Linked DNA regions of Mus musculus: region 2 is linked to region 1. Evidence: chromatin contacts called from public Micro-C data. All regions are on one chromosome and are shown on one strand. The core of a region is the stretch at or near the end of the contact, and the rest is flanking DNA. Distances in the headings are between cores, read along the strand shown.

The links. Hi-C and Micro-C count contacts between places; a contact is called where the count stands out from the background.
Region 2: a contact with region 1 is called in a Micro-C map of brown adipocytes, with 2.8 times the contacts expected there. A contact is called at or near these places in 1 of 39 promoter capture datasets (the 3T3-L1 cell line), 7 of 484 Hi-C or Micro-C datasets (adipose-derived mesenchymal stem cells, brain, brown adipocytes and 3 more), 3 of 130 datasets of targeted methods (embryonic fibroblasts, embryonic stem cells and pancreatic cancer cells) and 1 of 9 other capture datasets (adipose tissue).

The regions. Positions count from the first base shown.
Region 1 is chr19:28,296,225-28,302,296 of GRCm38.p6, reverse strand. It overlaps Glis3 (GLIS family zinc finger 3), which reads left to right. Exons shown (of 11, transcript NM_175459.6): 8 at 3,351-3,519. Among named protein-coding and RNA genes, the nearest start is that of Gm35866, 65 kb to the left of the region's middle.
Region 2 is chr19:28,374,830-28,380,908 of GRCm38.p6, reverse strand. All of the region lies in intron 4 of Glis3 (GLIS family zinc finger 3), which reads left to right. Among named protein-coding and RNA genes, the nearest start is that of Gm35866, 14 kb to the right of the region's middle.

The sequences.
Region 1 (6,072 bases), core at 632-3,131:
TTATTTTGGTCACAGGTAGTGCCTACAACGAGCAATTATAAGCTGGATGCTGCAGACAGGCTATTCTCTGTAGACAGTGATTAATAATATCTTTCTTTCAGCTAAGTCATAATCTCTCTATGCTTCTCTTAGCACCTCCTCTTACTTCCCTCAAGACAGAAGCAAGTGGTTTGCTTTCTTTTGCAGAACAAGTGATTGATGGTACCCTATATAAGAAACTATTCAAATGCCTTCCAATTCAGACTTTAAATTGAAGCCTGAACCACTCACTTTCTTCTTCTCAAGGGGTCCCTGGTAGAGGAACTTCCCATATCAGTGTCATGAACCAGCTATAGTTATAAAGGAAAGGGCTGTGGACATGTGTGTGACCCAATAGCTCTTGGAAGACCCTACCTTTGGCCATCAGCTTCATGCCAGTTACCTCAGAGAGCTTGCCCCACACACCCTCTGCACCACCACTTCCTCCTGGCCTTCGTACTGTACCTTCACAAAGCTTGGAAAGACCTTTCCTCAACTGCACCACATACCTCTGGCTTTCTGCTCCAGGACTCTTGGATGCCCTGAGGTTAAGACATGTGTCTGCTTACAAATGTGAGAGAATTAATACAACCCTGGGGCAATCTTTGATCAGAATTGAATAGAAAATGTTAGATAAAATTTCTACCTCTATATTAGAGCCCTAAGCTAGATTTTATTGGCATTTAGATTATTTGTCTCTATTCATTCGAAAAGCAAACATGAATTAATGAAGTTGGTAATAAAAGCTATGTCTTGTTTTATAGCTTAACCCAGGAGCAAGTTTTGTGTCTGCCATATGGTAGCTACTCCACAAATATTTGTGGAGTGTTCAGCTCCTTAGAGAATCTGAAAAGAGACCATGGCTGTAGCTGCAGGGTAGCTCACTTTCTTAACATGCATCATGTTCCAGGTTCGGTCCCCAGCAGAGGAGAAAGGGAGAGGAAGGCAAACATTCTAAACTAAGTATGTCAGGGTAGAGGACATGGCAGAAGTCCTGAAGGAGAAACTGCTGGAATAAATTCCATGTGTGGTTAATTATCTAGCTTGAGTAGAGTCACAGATTCATGTGTTAAAGTGTTGGGACAGTGTTAAGAGGTCTGCATTAGTAAGTCTTGGTATTTTGATAGAATTAATGCATACTTGTGCTTCTTTGTCTTCAAGCTGAAACTCTGTCGAGGACAGAAACACACAAATGGTAGACTAGCCAAATACATAGCAGACATACCGTTTAAAATAATGTTGGATGGATGGATAGATGGACGAATGAGTGATAGGTGTTGGTTGTGACTTGGCTGGGAAAAAGCAGTGTCCTTCAGCAAGTCCTCACTTTCAGTGACAGGCGATCAATGACACTGAATTGTCTAGCTATGTAATTGTATCTACTGTCAAATCCAACTCAAGCAGTTACTATAAACTTTTGGGAAACACCCTATTTTCTGTTGAACCATATCGAAAACTTCGCATGTGCAACCAAGTTGCCCTGTTGCCCACGAGGTTATAAACAGTAAGGGCAGCACTTCCCTTGTAATAAATGTAAGCACATACAAACAAAAATATCTCTAGGCATGAATAAGCGATGGGTATGTTCAGCCACAATTACAAAATAAAAGAAAGCTGTTGTCTCTATACCTAAAGCAGAGTTTCTTAAAGGTAGCTGTGTTTCACGGTCAGGTTTCTGTGACCTATTATCCCGTTCATTTTTAGAGCACTATTTAAAACCCAGGCTTCATGCTGACAAACACCAGTGTTGAAACTAACTATTGCTACAGCCCATCCAAGCAACCTTCTCCCTTGGGCCACATTATTATGGGGAATACAGGCAGAATTGTGGTTCCCTGAGCCAGCAGGGCACAAATGAGGGCAGTGATTCATAAGGTGACTCCAGCGAGTTTGCAGACGCGTCACTTTCATGGAAGCTGACGTGCACAAGAGAAGCCTGGGCTTGACTTTTTGAACCGGTAAGCACTTTCTGGCCTCGCTGCCACTTGAGGACTTAGAGGACTGTGGAAGGTTGAAGGTTTCTGAGGATAGGAGTGAACCTGACAGGATGCTGATTTACCAAAAATAAACCCTTCAAATGAGATCACACCCATGTCAGTAGCTTTTTGAGCGGGAAGATGGTAATTTTGCCTCTTCACAGGCTCCTGTAAGTCCTTGAACTCCGATGCCATTGGATCAGTCCTTTGGGGGCTGGGTCATCTGGGGTCTTAATTCTATCCTGGTGAGGTTGGGTGAAAGTGATACTGGTCTAAAAATACAACTCCCTGAACTCTTCAACCTTCAGATCTTTTTGATAATATGACTTTCTTAATCCTGAACTTGATTTCTTTAATTAAAAAAAAATCCACTTGTTCTTTGATATTAGTAAAGCTTAAAAGGGGCAGAAATGGGCATAGAACAGAGTTGTATACCAAGAAGGAAGTGAAGGGCATCACTGGTAATCTTGTCGCCTGATTACAGCCTAATGAGATGTCTGCCAAGTAGGTCCCCCACAGTAAGGGTCCTTCCTCTCTGATACAAGTGACTTTGGAAGTGACAAGCCTCAGCTATCAGGCAACGTCTTACCAATTAGCTCATGTAAATGGGCACACAGGAAAGTGTGACGTCCTTTCCAGTGCTCAAAGGTGAGGCTGCCCCAAGAACGAGGCTCTGAGTCACCCTCCGTGTGTGAGGGACAGTGGTGGGAACAGAGCCAGAGCTATGTATGAGGGCCTCTTTGGAATGAGAGCGAGGGTTCATCACAGCATCATGGAAATGTCTGCAGTCTCTCTCTCTCTCAGGCTCTTAGTTCAGAGTCCAGGACCCTGTGTTGGCTGCAGTCAGGTGGTTTCTGTTGTCTTTGTGCTGACGTGTGGCAATGGCAGAGAAAGCCGAGGCCTGGCCCACAGCATCTTGCTGCACAGCGAGAAGAGGTAGAAGGGCCATGCCGAGCGCCTTGCAAGTCAGCTGACTGAACATGCCATTATGCAACGAACATCCTCTGTGACTGAAGAGCACACAGAAACCTTTGCTCAGAAGCAAACAGCACAAGATTAATTGTAATGACCAGATAGGGAGCTGGCAAGGGCACACAGCACTTCAGAGGCCAAGGTGAACCTGGGGCAAGTTCAGACGGAGCTCCCGAGATGGCGGTGAAGGCACAAGAGCCAGGGAACCTGTTCCACCATAGAAACAAAAGCTGTGTGTATCCAGGAAGGGGAGAACTGTTCCCAAAAAGGCACTCAGAGAAAAACAAACAAGCCCCTGAAATATGCTCGCTGTCAGCTTTGGTGTTTAAAATGTGGGCCCCCTTCAGGGCACCAGCTCATGCTGCCTCTCTCTTGATTTTTCAGCTCCCATTTTCGCCAGCAATCATTCAACTCGAAGTGGAACAGCTGCTGGGGCTGGGCCACCCCCACATCCTGTCAGTCACCCTTCTCCAGGACATAATGTACAGGGGAGCCCCCACAACCCCTCCTCCCAGTTACCTCCACTCACAGCTGTGGACGCAGGCGCTGAGAGGTAAGGCCATCTGTCGCTCTCTCATAATAGGTGTCGCCGCCAAGCCTCCCTCTACCGAGAAGAGCTCTGACAGTTGCTGAATTTTATTAATAATCTGTTGGTGGGTTGAGTTACCCAGGGGTGACATTTTAAAAGTAACATACACCAAGTATGTGGACCAAATATCTCATTATCTGTTACATTTTATATATATGTGTGTGTGTAATAAATGAAATGATACCGGCAGTGGACAGCTCAGGTGTCAGGACCTGGAAACTGTATCGCAATGACCAACAGTTGCCACCTCTCTCCATCTTGCTTTGGGGCTCAGTTACCAGTGAGTTGAGGAGTTCTCTGGATAGGAATGGTACCATAGTTTCACAGATAGCAATGCAAGTTTGTGTGCTGGGCGTGTTTCTGTTATTGACAGAATGACTGGGCACAAAAAAGAAGAAAGTTGGTCTTGGCTCATGGTTTCAGAGAACTCAGCCTATAGTCACTGGATGCTGCTTTGGGCTCATCAGGTGGGAACATGTGACAGAGGGGGCCTCTTCACCTCCTGATGCCTAGGAAGTAGAGAGACAGAAAAGGACAATATTCCCAATTGCCCCTAAAGTCCCTCCACTAGGCCCCACTTCCTCAGAGCACTTCAAGGAGGTGCCAGGGCAGTGCCTCAACACACAGGCCATGGGCAGTAGTTCATTTCCCAACTGGAGCACGATGGGAAAAGATTATAAGGTGACAGAAGATGTTATGTGACTGATCAGAAAGCGACTGTTCACGCAATGCCTTTGGTTGGTATAAGGAATTTCTGTGGTTAAAGAACTCTATGTTCTGTGTTATTTTTACTTCTGAGTTCTCCAGTGGCTTTCGAGGTTTGGGTTTGAGAGTGGGTGCTCATGCCGCTGCTCTGCTCCCCACATGCATCTGTTTCTGTGAACCGCAAACCCAAACAGCTTCTCAGTGAGCAAAAGGAAGGGCTGTATAGGCATCAAGAGAAAGGGATGTTTCTCCACATAGGTGAAGGGGAAGAGCATCCCAGACAGTAAGGATGCTGGCTGGATATGGAAGAGATGAGGGCACACAGCGAGCACAAAGTCTTGGCCCTTCAGGGTAAAAGCGTGCCGGATGCAAATGGATAAATGGTTGGGTGATAACAGGCTGGCTTCAGTAGAGCCTGGTGTTTTTAAACTGAGGAGTTGGCCCTATCCTACTGGAAGCCAATAACCATTGTTAGGAGAAATACAGAATTAGATTGACATGCGAGAGGGAGGAGTCTGCATAGGAAAGGCATTTGCAGTTGGGGTGGGAGATGAGGGAGGTTCAGAGTGAAGCTGCTGTAGGGTTCCTCATGAACACCATAGAGCCTGGAAGTTCGACAGAGAAGTAAGGAGAAGCCACTCAAGAGCTACATTAGGAGGCAGACTTGCTGAAGAACAGAAAGAAGGAGCCAGACCAATACCCAAGCTCTCTCTCTCTCTAGACAATGTGCCTTTTAACAAACTTTGGGAACCGAGAAAGAGTGGGGGAGGGAGGGAGGGAGGGAGGAAGGGAGGGAGGGAGGGAGAGAGAGAGAGAGAGAGAGAGAGAGAGAGAGAGCGCGAGAGAGAGATTTTGTGAGGTGGTAAAAGATCCATATGGATGTAAGGGATCATTAGAATGTGAATCAAAAGGTAAGAATTATTTCAACAGTCCTGTGTACATGGTAAAGTGTAGACTCCCTTTGAAGGACCTAAGAAATACCATGTCAGTGGTCACCACCTCTTACAGTCATGCCCACTGGAGACAGGAAGTCTATCCTTCCAGGTTCTAATGCATTCAGGAAACTGAGAGGAGTTTGTCCCTTTTAGCCTTTGTACAGTTTGCAGGTGGCCAAAAAAACAAAACAAAACAAAAAAAACAAAAAACAAAAAAACCAAAACAACACAGTGTTCAGCATAGCATACAGTAGGCCGCACATGGCTTCCTAGGCAATCACGTGGTACCTTAGTGTGACTGACAGATTACAGTTGGAATCACTTGAAGAGTGCACAGTGATCAGTAATGTAAGTGACCATGGAGGGAGAAAGGAGGAAGAGGATGGGAAGACAGAAGCTCCGTGGGAATGAATGAAGACCGGTTTGTACTTTTGATGTATACCCTTGCCATAGGGTGTGTATCCTGACCCCACCCTGACTCACTGGGCAAATGTGAGATGACAGTTATCTCTTCCAATCAAGTCAGAGAAGAGGGTGACATGAAGAAACCCAGAATTATTCACCATGTTTGCACTAGGGACCAGGATGAAAACCTGGAGAGGAAATGGGCTCACCTTCCGCTCTGGGTTTATGCATCTCTGCTCTGTTTGCCTGGGAAAGCCCCCAGTAAAAACTCCAGCCGTTTTCTTAACGGAAACAGGTTGATCACACTTTGCGATGTTAGTGGGACACTGGCATCTTTTCCTGCTTTTCGGGCAGTGATTCATCATTTACTTAGCTTTAGCTCATTAATGAAATGGGCTGAGTCACCCTCAGAAGTTAGAAAGGGCCCACCGCAGCTGCCCATCTAACATCCAGTTCTTTCATCTTGACCATC
Region 2 (6,079 bases), core at 1,654-4,153, 78 kb before region 1:
GCCCTACAAAAGCATCAGCAGGCTATATTTCAATCAATTGAATTTGGTTTGGCGGGACATCGGGACACTGAAAGAAACAACTGGATCTTTCAAACTATGTTCCTATGAAAAACTTGGACAAAGAACAAAATGACAGTTCTGAGAGGCTCCAGTGGACAAGCGCTCAGCTCACTCTTGGCAGGTTTCATTGGCACACCAAGGGCTAGTTTTCCCTCATCATCCCAGGGTGGTAAATCCTACAGCCGAGTGCAGATCATTAGAGTGCGTGGTAAATAAATGATTATCAGCCGCTAACCCACCAAAACACAGTGCTTTCATGACTTTATCGTGGGCTGAGTGTCAGCATCACTGCAAGTCACATGCAATAAGCCAACGCCTGCCGCACAAAGGCTATTTCTAGTGTGTGGGTGTCAGCAGTGCAAGCATCCTCCGAGGACAGTTGAAGGAAGGATCTGCCCTCTGCTACCTTCTTAGTCTTGTGGATAGATGTAGTCATATCATATATGCTCAGTATTACTGATTTCCACATCATCTTCCCTTCATGTGGCTTTCTAGGCAGTGCTTCTCAGCCTCTCCGATGCTGTGACCCTTTAATACAGTTCCTCATGGGGTGGTAACCCCCCCCACCATAACATTATTTCATTACTACTTCATAACTGTAATTCTGCTACCACTAGGAATCATAATGTAAATATCTGATATGCAGGTTTTCTGACAAGTGACTCTCAAAGGGGTCACAACCCACAGGTTGAGAACCACTGTCCTAGTGGTTCTTATTTCAATTCCCACAAGGTCTGCGTGAGGAAGAGAGACTAGTCATGTCAGACTTGTTGGCACACTATGCAGAAAAGTTTTTTAATCTGAACATAGCACCCCCTAAAATGCAGAGGATCACCGGAAGACCCCCGGTGGGGTCTAATGCAGCAGGTGATCTTACATTCACATGTTTTTACCCTATGAAGTCAAAACACTTTTGTTCTTTTTTTTTTAGGGAAAGCAGCTATTCCATGGCTTCTGTTTGGTAAATCCCAATGTTCTTGCCTGTTGGAGTCATAAGTAAAATAGATTTGTATGATTGCAAACACTATTGTGTCTCAATGGCCAAGTTAAAAGAACTAGTAAACTACTAAAGATGGTAGAATATACAGTGTAGATTACTGGTTACCAACTTATGTTTTTGGAGGGCCAAACAGGGACTATGAGGGATTTTTCTCATGTGTTCAGACTGATACACACATTGAAATTTATAATTGTATCTGTAATAAGTTAAAACATTTCAAATCACAGGACCTGAAAACACAGTTGTGAAGCCATAGACAAATGTGTGGTTTGGAATGGAGTTGTTCATTGTATCACAGGAAGCCCATGGATAACGTTTTCTTCAGAGGGTCTCTGTAGTCTGATTTTAGTTTTATAGCTGTTTTACTACTTGTAAGCTGCAGTAACAAAATATACTAGACTGACTGGCTCCTAAACCACAGAAACCTATGTATTTCTCATGCTAAAGATTGGGGATATCAAGACCAAGCCAGCATGAGAGGGATGCTGCTGTTCAGTGCCTTCTTCCTGTTCTTCATGGAGACCCCTGTTAGGAGGGTGTTGCTTCCAATCATGACAGCAAAACTCTGCTGACCCCATAAACTTCTGAAGGTCACTGAAACTCTACCAATCAGTATAAGAATGTGAGAATGTCACATCTATTCAGAGCACAGTACAGGCCTTACTTACCCTTTGCTGGCTCACAACACAGAGGTTCATTAATACAGAGTAGGATCCAAGGCTCAGCTAGAGCCGCCTGCAGCCCAGTGCAGACCTCTGTCCCTGTAGCTCTTCACCATGGCTTACGGGGCTTTCTTGCAGCTTTCTCCTATGGTCTTGCTTTCCAGCCCTTAGACCTTGGTGATTCTTAGGTGTTATTTTTGTTGTTTTTGTTTCTTTGTTTCTTTGTGTTTTGTTTTGTTTGGCTAGCTTTCTTTTAGCACTGCCAGATAACAGAGTTTCTATTCATACTCTGACACTTACCTCCAGAGTTACCCCTTTTACGTGGTAACATCTCAGAATTGCGCAGTCATTTATTTTACTTTCCTTTACTTTATATCACTTTGTATTGAGTTCTTGGCATGCTTGCCTCCTTGTATCTAGGCTTCTTTAGGACAAGGACTCTATCCCAACTCATTAGCATTTGCTGAGATACCCACCATCCAGCCCAACTCTTGTTTGTTACGTGTTTGACCAAATGAAGCATCAGGCAAGATCTTGAACTCAAGAGAAGCCTGTTAGAAACTTTGGTGGTTTCCGAGTAGAGAAGGAGGAATGAGGGGCTTTGGGATTTCTCAGTCTTCCCCAGGTCCCAGCTCACACTGCTAGGCATCACGTGTAACCTCCCTTGAGGCTGCATGATGCCCTCCCTAATACAGGGGGCCCAAGTCATTCATAATTTTAATCAGGAAATTCTTGTGAATACATCAGATTCTATGACCTGGCATACAGTAGAGAGTTAGTAAAATGGCCCTTTCTCTTTGCCTTTTCTTCAGAATGCCTCCTTATTTACACATGGGCTGGGCACATAAACATTCACGAAGAGTCTCAACTGAACAGTTGTTCACTTCAGAGCTGGGCGGTTGTATGGCAGACATTTACCTCAGAACTATGTTTCCAGGGAGCTAAGAGGGTGTGTGGCAATATTGTGACACGATGGTGGAAGATCGGCAGTTGTGCTGCTGAGAGGACTGTGGCTTTCTGTTACCAGGGAGCTTTCAAAGATTTATGGGGAGATTCCAAAGATTTGCTCCACAGAATTTCCAATCCTGAAAGTCTGACTCATTAACTACCATAATCCCTTTGTTTGGGATCATTTTCCTCCCTCCCAAGAGGCTGCCTGATATGCACCATGGGTATTGCATGCAGAACAATCTGTAGTCTTGCGACATCTATGGTGTGAGTTTTATATGGACTTGGGCAGATAGATAGTCTAAACCCTTAAACTTTATGACAAAAGGAAAAAAAATTAGAATTTTTTTCCCCTTACACTTCAAAGCTGAATGTGGAATGAAAGTTAGGGAAACCTCTCTGAAATGCCTGCCTGTTGGTGATGAGATTTTTGTTTGTTTTGTAGATTCGTGGTATTCAAAGGATATGTGGACTAACAATGTTGTAAATATGGCTTCTAATTAAATCCCTCCCCCATAGAGTGTTGCTGCAGGGCCCAGGTCTAATTTTCATGGTCACCACTGTCCTGGTGGTGTGTCCTTGGGGCTGTTTGATAAAGTCTCTTGGTTGACTTGTCTGCAATATGCAAATCCCATCTCCTGGTTCACCTTGCAATTCCCTGCAGTTTGAGTCTTTGTTCTCTTCCACATACAACCTCTAAGTCTGCCTTATCTTCAGTGCTTCAAAAGCAACCTTTAACAATCTTCTCTTAAATGTACCAATTTTAAAGGTGAACACAAAGACATTAATTGGCTAGCCAGAGAAGTGTTACTCAATCCAAATGCATTAAGTACTGCATAAGTACTTATAAGGTAGGCTTAATGTTTAGGCAGTGTAAAACACCATGAGGAAGGGTTCTAAGCATACTGTTAGCCTGATGATCAGTTTATCCAGTTTTTCTGTGTGAGACCCCCTAGGCCCCACCTTCAAGGAAGGAGCAGACACAGATAGGTGGCTGCTTTGAGACAATCGCCTTTATTCCCTGGTGCTGTGAGAGGCAGGGAGCCTAGACACCCAGTAGAGATCTTCAGGGTTCAGCTCCCACCCCTCTGCCATGCTATGAGTTGCCCAAAAGGTCTGGGGGAACAGAGTCCTGCCAGGCTTGCTAGGGAACGGGGTGTAATCAGACTCCGCCCATAAATACAAGTGATTCTGAATGCTGCTGGGATTCTTGAACCCTGAGACTCAAACCTCCTCTCTGCAGGGAGCTCATGGGTTTTGGTGAAGTTGCAGCAGGAAGAGCCAGATAAAGCCTAAATAGCCAGAATCCCAGCTTGGGCCCTTGTCTAGTGGCCAGAGCTGTTCTGTAATAGAATTACTGTTGAGGAATTTTGCAGAGTTGGCTCAAGGCAGAAGGTATTTGGGTAATCAAAAGAGGAAAATGTGTAAGCGAGTCTTGAGAGCAAGGCAGGAAAACACCATCCATGTGGTGTCTTCAGGGTCATCCCAAAGCTAGAGGTCTGATCATGTGTTAGTTTACTAAAGAATGGGCTGAGAATCCAAGTGATCTCTCCAAGCTTGTAGGCTTTCTGGGAATGGCTTTTATTTGACAGGCCAAAAATATTCTGCTTGGGGGCTGGTTCTCCAAAGAATTAGACAAAGCCCACTCCTGGTGATCTGTAGGCTTCCAGCCAGGACATTTCTGTTGATCTGGTTACCATCTATGGCTCTTGCCCGAAACATTTTAATAGCCAGCCTGGAGTTTTGGCAGGCTTTTGTTTAGTTGATTTTCCTGTAAGCTTGAGACTTAAGGAATTGAAATTTGAGAGCATTACTGTGTCTTGGAACTTAGAATCAGAAATGCTACTAGAGATTTTTTTTTCCTTATTCTCCATGGGTGCACTGAAGAATGGAATGTAGCATTTCTAAATGACCACTGGGTAATGGAGCTATAAAACCTGTTTTCACGGATGATGTAAGCAGGTAGTTTGACCAGAGTTAAGAAACCCTGTCTTCCCTTACTCTCTTTGTTATTTCTTCTTTCTTTTCTACTTCTCTTCTCCTTTCTTAATCTCCACTCACCTTTGAACACCTCTCTTTTCTTCTCTTCTTTAAATATAATGTCCTTTGTGGTGAGAAATATTCAGGGGTGGACACTTGAATGTGGTATGGTCCTGGTCACTTGTACATGCGTATATACATGTCACTGAACATCTCTCCCCAGCCTCCTCCTCAGCTGCCCAAAAAGAAGCCTCTCTGTGCTGGGTGTGGCCTCCTTCAGCTTTCTTCTTCTAGGTTTCCCTCTGCCAGCTGTGAGTGTTCCCTGGCAAAGCTCCACATGAAGATTTCTGCAGAGCTTAATATATTACTTAATCACCAGGCCTGTTCTGAAGTTATAATATGCTAATTTTCCCCCCAGTGGCTTTTGGATTCTTAAATTCTGGGAGAGAAAGACTCGCCTGTCATTTTGGTAGTTTTGCTTGACTTCTTTGTCACAGCCTTGTTTAGGTAAGATCTATTCTGCAGTCCTGGAAACATCTTGGACTTTCCTTGCTCTTTGATCCAGTGCCAGCCATAAGTCCTGTCTATAACCAGGTCTTCCTAGGTAGGATCCTATCCTGTTGGTAAAGATCCTGGCTTATTTCTTTGGGTTTCCTAGCGGCCTCTGAGGGCAGGCCGTTCTTGGTACCAGAGATTCCTTTCTCAGGCTCTAGGGCACCTCCCTCTGTCTTTCAGGGAATTCAAGGTATTGTGTTTTTCTCCCAGTGAAGAAGGAATGTAATGGAACTTGGTTGGAGTCTCTCCTTTTTTCCTGTGATTGATGGTGGCATTACCTGACTCTCACTCTACATCCCCTCCACCGAATAGCCTCCTGGTTCCCTTTCCAGGACATAGCTGCTCCTCTCAGCCCCGAGTGCCTTCTCTGTCCACCTAGATGTTCCCTCTGGATCCTGGTTTCTCTTGCTGCTTCAGAGCTTGCGTGTGCCAGGTGGGTTCTTCAGAGTGTTCACATCCCTCTTCTATTTATTCCTTTCACTCACTGGCATGTTCCCTGTGCACCATTGTCTGAAATGTCCTGAATTTTGGACTCAATTCCAAGTTGTCAAAGGCATGGTTTGAACTGAACAATCCAAAAGAATGGAACAGCTTCAGCCCCTTTCTACTTTATTCTCATTACCTATCCCGGCAGGGAGGACGGGAAAGAATACATCCTCTAGTTCCCGAAAGAATGTCTAATATTCGTCATTTCTCCATAAGATACACAGCTTAATCCTTGCTTTAGACATTTTTCTTTTCTTTTTTTTTCTTTTCTAAATAAACAGGGCCTAATTGGAAAAAGCTGAGAGAGCTAAGCAGAAAAGAATATAAAACATTTACTGAGCTTGGAGGTGCATATTGAATGCTGCAGGAAATTTGCATATGGATTACT